2 separate regions of the Pan troglodytes genome follow, and region 1 is linked to region 2. Evidence: chromatin contacts called from public Hi-C data. All regions are on one chromosome and are shown on one strand. Each heading gives the region's core, a stretch centred on a gene start, on an enhancer-like site or on the middle of the called end of the contact. The rest is flanking DNA. Distances are from core to core; before and after follow the strand shown. Region 1 holds the start of MXD3 (MAX dimerization protein 3). Region 2 holds the start of TSPAN17 (tetraspanin 17).

Region 1 (2,774 bases), core at 30-2,529, 670 kb before region 2:
CCCATCAGCATGTTCTGGGCCCTGCAGCCTCTCCAGTGTCAGCCTGCACCAGGCTATTTGCTCTCTGTAAGCCACACCGCCCCTGCCACGCTCCTTTCAGCCCCAGGGCCTTTGCACGTGCTGTTCCTTTGTCTAGAATTCTTTCATCTCTCCTATACTTAGATAACACTTCTTCATCCATTTCCCCAGTAAAGCCTTCTCTGACCTCACCAATTAGGTCAAATGTTCCTTAGAATGTGTTGTGGGGCACGGTCTCTCCCTGTGAGGACCTGTCCAGCTGGACCTCCGCCTTCCTGCGACTGTATTGGTGTCTTTCCCTCTCAAGCCTATGAGCTCTGCAAGGGCAGGGACCCTGTATGATTTTGCCTATCATATGTCCTCCAGCCCCCAGCACAGCGCCTGGTGTCCAGTGAGAGCTCAGCAAATATTTTGTGAGTTAAGGACAGGCGGCTGGGTAGATGGATCGTCTGCCTAGACAGGGCAGTTATTCCGCTGTGAGCAACTCTTAGAGAAACTTCATTTTTTTTCGGCGCCTGGCCGAAACTTCAAGATGTTTCCCGGCCAGGAACGGTGGCTCACACCTGTAATCCCAGCACTTTGGGAGGCTGAGGTGGGTGGATCACCTGAGGTCAGGAGTTCGAGACCAGCCTGGCCAACACGGTGAAACCCCGTCTCTACTAAAAATACAAAAATTAGCTGGGTGTGGTGGTGGGCGCTTGTAGTCTCAGCTACTTGGGAGGCTGAGGCAGGAGAATTGCTTGAACCCGGGAGGCGGAGGTTGCAGTGAGTCGAGATTGAGCCATTGCGCTTCAGCCTGGGCGACAGAGCAAGACTCAAAAAAAAAAAAAAAAAAAAAAAAAGATTTTTCCCAAGGAACTGAGGCCTGACTGACATGTGCCTGTGTTTAACCAGGACTGTCTCTTTACAGAGCATCGATCCCTCCCACCTTCCCTCCCCTCTCTATTTTGGGATTACTGGAGTCACAGACTCAGCCCGTGGCTGGCAGCAATGCTCCACCCTGCTACAGCTGCGTTCATCTTCCTGTCCCCAGATGTGGCCCCACCTGCTGGTGCTGAGGCTAGAAGTCATCACAGCCACTCCTTCGGCCGGCTAGGAGAGTCAGGTGCAAGAAGGGTTTATGGACTCTGAGTAAGGCAAGCAGGGGCTGCCTGGGAGGCAAACGCCGCGGTCTGGTTGCACTGGCCTTTGAGATGGGCGGCTCCTTCATGCCATGGGCACCGCAGAGGCATTGGCTCTGATCCTTCAACGCTGTCGCAGGGCTCCTGAGGCTTAGAGACGGAGGTCACCTCCTGAGTCATACACAGCTGAGGCATCAGTGACAGGAGAGGACCCCAACTCCGTGGATACCAGAGCCCCAGGCTCCGGAAAAGGCCATTTCGCGTGCCTCCAGGGTATGGCCTGCCTGAGGAAGCTGTTACCCCACTGACGTTTTCGTAGCAACAACAGCTTCCTCACAGAAGAGGAGGGGGGCCGAGATATTATTCCCATTCGACACAGTAGGAAGCTGGGGCCCACGGGGGCCTTCGGGGGCAGATGGCAGGCAGGCTTGGGGACAGACCCCGGAGGGCAGGAGCCGGGTCCGTCGCCCCTCCGCCGGCGCCTGCGCATTGAGGCCCAGCTCCCCTCTCAACCCCGCCCCATCGCTTGGGTTTTCAAATTTGAAACCTGCTTCTTTTCCCGCCCGAACGTGTGGATCAGCGGCGGGAGAGGGCGGGGCAGAGCGCCAGCCAATAGGGCATCAGAGGCTCCCCGACCCCGCCCCGAGGATGACAACAGCGATCCTTGAGAAGCCATGTGCGAATGGGCGAGCGGCGGCCGGAGGCCCCGCCCCCGCGGCCCCCACGTGCAGCGGCTGGGCCCGGGGCTTTCAGGGGACCACCAGGCCCCCAGAGCGCCGTGCTATGTTGGGGGCTAGTCACTAGCACGGGGCTGGAAGCTGAGATCAAAGACGCCAATGAGCCGGCGTGGGTGGATGAGTGAGGCGGGCAAGAAGCAGCACCGGTTAGCCTGAGGGTTCGCTCCAGGGCCAGGCCTGGAGCCAGCGCCCTTACCTGCCCCTGGAAAGTCTGAGACCACTCGGGGCGGGGCGGCTGCCGGAGGGTGGGCTGCGGCTCCGTGGCGGGTTCCAGAGGGGCGGAGCCAAGGGCTGGGCGTTCCCGCGGGCGGGGCGTCCCGGGGGCGGGGCGGGCCCCTGTGTTTGTTGCACCGTGTCAGTTACTTTGTAACAAAAGTGCTGCAGCCGCTTGCTCCGGCCGGCACCCTAGGCCGGCCCGCCGCCAGCTGTCGCCGACATGGAACCCGTGGCCAGCAACATCCAGGTCCTGCTGCAGGCGGCCGAGTTCCTGGAGCGCCGTGAGAGAGGTGAGGAAGGACCCTTGGCTGAATTCCGGGCGGCGACCTCGCTGACACGGGCCTGGACTGGACCTGGCTCCCAGCTTGAAGGATGCACCGCCCTAGGACAGTAATCCCGGGGCGCCTCGCCCTCAACTCGAGAGGAGTCCCGGGGAGGTAGAGCAGGGACGGGTGGGGGAAATGGTCCTGGCGCCAAAAGCCTTTCCTTGACCGTGCTGTGCCTGGGGCTCCCGCTGGGACCAGGTCCAGCCCCAGCCTGACGCGGGCGGGGGCTCTCTCTGGCAGAGGCCGAGCATGGTTATGCGTCCCTGTGCCCGCATCGCAGTCCAGGCCCCACCCACAGGAGGAAGAAGCGACCCCCCCAGGCTCCTGGCGCGCAGGACAGCGGGCGGTGAGGAGGC
Region 2 (2,700 bases), core at 182-2,681:
AGGCAGATTCTTTATCGTCGTCTCCCAGGCAGGCAAGCTGAGGCCTGGAGAGGAGAGGTGACTTGCCCAAGGTGTCCCAGCCAGGCCCTCTGACTTCCTTGCCAGTGCTCCCACACACTGCCCACACCCTCAAGAGCCTAGTGCTGCAGTGCAAGGACACCCACCACACCAGTGAGCTCGGTGACACGTGGGTAGGGGGCAGTGCCACTGAGTCTTGCTGAACACAAGGGAAAGGGCCTGGCATCTTGACCCAAGGCCTCAGGAGCAGAGACTGCAGAGGGCCACGGCTTTGGAGAGATGGGAAAAATGACCTGGCAGGGCCCAGGGGGACAGATGCCACCCTGGGAGGGGCACTAGTAGCTCCCTTCCCCGGTAGGGGCAGCCCCACCCAGGAGCCTCAGCTTGTCAGCTGTGGAATGTTGAATTCTGTTCCCCAAGGCCAGCTCCCAGGCTCTCAACTGGGGAGATCCCCTCCCAGCCGCCAAGGACTCGCCATTGTCCCTCCCTGCCCCTCCTGGCAGGTCAGCCTCCTTGTGCGGGACTGGGGTGGGGAGAAGACTGTGACCCACCCCACTTTGCAGGAGCCTAAGGTGAGGCACCTGACCCAGGTACTACTGGAAGGGAAAGGAGGCCAGGGAAGGGGCCTGGCGGCTCCCTTCACGCCAGAATCTCCTTATCGGCTAAACCAGGGGTGGGGCTTGGCGTGCATCCCACATCCCAGGGTAGGAAGGAGGGCTGCGCGAGAGGGGCAACCTGCACCTAGCACGCCCCTGGGGTCTTCAAGGAAACACCTTCCCTTTCTCCACCAGGCCTCGGGATTACTCAGGGAGACTCCCTACCCCAACCCCGACCCCACGCTGTCGCTAGGACCCGCCCCCAGCAATCCGGGCCTCTGTAGCTACCTCGGGTGGTCCTGGAAGTGGGCGTGGGTGTGGCAGAAATGGGGGGATGGTCCCGAGCTCCAAACTCTTGGGGCAGGGAGTAGTCTCCCCATGCAAAAGACTGAATCTCCCTCTCCCACCACCCCCCAGCACAGGGCAAGGCGCAGACCCCGCGCTCACCCAGAAGACAATGTTGAAGCCAAACAGGAAGTATTTCCCGCAGCAGCCGACCTCGGGTTCCTGGAAATGCTGGTGCTTGCCGGGCATGGTGAGCGGCCACCCGCCGGCCCGGAAACCGGAGCCGGGAGCCAGGCCCAGCGCCCCGCGGGCCGCCCTGGGCTAGAGCCGCCCGGGGCCTAGCCGGGCGGCTGCGGCTTCATGGCCTCGGCCACACAGAGCGCCGGTCGGGCCCCGCCCGCCCCTCAGGGACCGCCCTCAGCATCCAGACCTCCTTGCCCGAAGCCCTGCTGTCCCCGCCTCTGGACCTGTCCCCGCCTCTGGACCGGGCCCCGCCTCTGGACCGGGCCCCGCCTCTGGACAGGGCCCCGCCTCTGGACCGGGCCCCGCCCCCACAGCCCTCAGTCCCTTTGGAGTCCCGCCTCCTGACCTGGCTCCGCCCCCATAGCCCAACTCAGTCCCGCCTGAGCCCCGCCTCTGGACCTGGCTCCGCTTCCCGAGCTCCGCCCCCACAGCCTGATTCGGACCTCCTCGCAGCCCCGCCTTCGGCCAGGCCCCGCCCCCGCGCAGGCCGCCGCCGCGTTTCCCAGCGTCCTGCAGACGCGCCTGGGACGCCGGCTGATGGCGCCGGAGGCCGCCGGGGTGTAGAAGCCTTGCTTCCCCTGCTGGGTACCAGCGCCATCCCAATCCCCAGCCTGCTGTTGGAGCCCATCCCAGGGGAAGGTTAACTGCTGCTCTGGCAGGCGAATGGGGAAGCTGGTCCGGATTGAGTTTTTAACACGTGCAGGACGTTTTGTCATTGTGGAGTCGCATCAGGCTCACCTTCACCCAGCGGAAATCCAGCTCTACTTATCCTGGCTCAAACTCAGGCCAAACGAGGGCCTGGGCCTTGGTACCACACCGGCTGCGCCCTGCCAGGGGCATATGCCCCGGAACCTGGCTCAAGCCCCCTTGGTGGCTGAGTTTCCCCAGCCACACCCCCTGTCCTCCATACTGGCCAGGGTCCCGGTCAGGCTCCTTGGTACCCAGTGATCTCACATGAGCCCCTGTAAGACAGGACAGAGGCAGATCAAAGTTTGGGGGAACCTGAATCTTACTCCAGTTTGAAGCCCTCTTAAAAATAATTCCAACTTTGTTCAGAAGTATTTATTTAAAACAGGAACAGAAAGATGCTTAAGCTTTTATTATCAAGTTTATCCACTTCCACCACTTCTACCAGAACCTTGGTGAGGCCTAGCCCAGCATCCCTCCACCTCCACTTCAGTCTGGCCCTGAGGCAGGCAAGGCCCAGACAGCCATGGTCACAGCTGGGGAGAAGGGGAGCGGCCTTGCAAGGCTCTCTCAGTCCTCAGCAACCCACGTATCCCTCTGTACAAATGATGGCGTTCACCCTCCAGCGTGTCTGTGCCCTTGAGCCCACCACCCATGGAAGAGTCTGTCTCTCAGGCCACCTCACCTCCTTCCTGGGTGGAAACAGTAAACACTGGACTATGGGCTTCTCCGCCTACCATAGAGCCCTCCTTCCCCGCCATGACTCACCCCACCCCCAGGAGTTTTTTCCACCCTGCTGCTGTCCTGTGGCCCCAGGACAAGCTAGGTCCTCAGACTGCCACCACTACCCCCATCTAGCCCCTAAGGCTCA

Evidence for each region. Hi-C and Micro-C count contacts between places; a contact is called where the count stands out from the background.
Region 1: a Hi-C map of stem cell-derived neural progenitor cells shows a contact between it and region 2, with 3 times the contacts expected there. The contact joins the promoter of MXD3 here to the promoter of TSPAN17 in region 2. A contact is called at or near these places in 1 of 7 Hi-C or Micro-C datasets (stem cell-derived neural progenitor cells) and 1 of 1 datasets of contacts at active chromatin or transcription factors (stem cell-derived excitatory neurons).

What each region holds. Positions count from the first base shown.
Region 1 is chr4:174,933,986-174,936,759 of NHGRI_mPanTro3-v2.0_pri, reverse strand. MXD3 (MAX dimerization protein 3) reads left to right here and starts at 1,279. Exons shown (of 7, transcript XM_063810895.1): 1 at 1,279-1,412; 2 at 2,286-2,382; 3 at 2,659-2,764. The coding sequence starts at 2,313.
Region 2 is chr4:174,266,072-174,268,771 of NHGRI_mPanTro3-v2.0_pri, reverse strand. It overlaps TSPAN17 (tetraspanin 17), which reads right to left and starts at 1,431. Exons shown (of 9, transcript XM_518122.8): 1 at 1,062-1,431. The coding sequence starts at 1,148. EIF4E1B (eukaryotic translation initiation factor 4E family member 1B) reads right to left here. Exons shown (of 9, transcript XM_063811707.1): 9 at 2,227-2,700.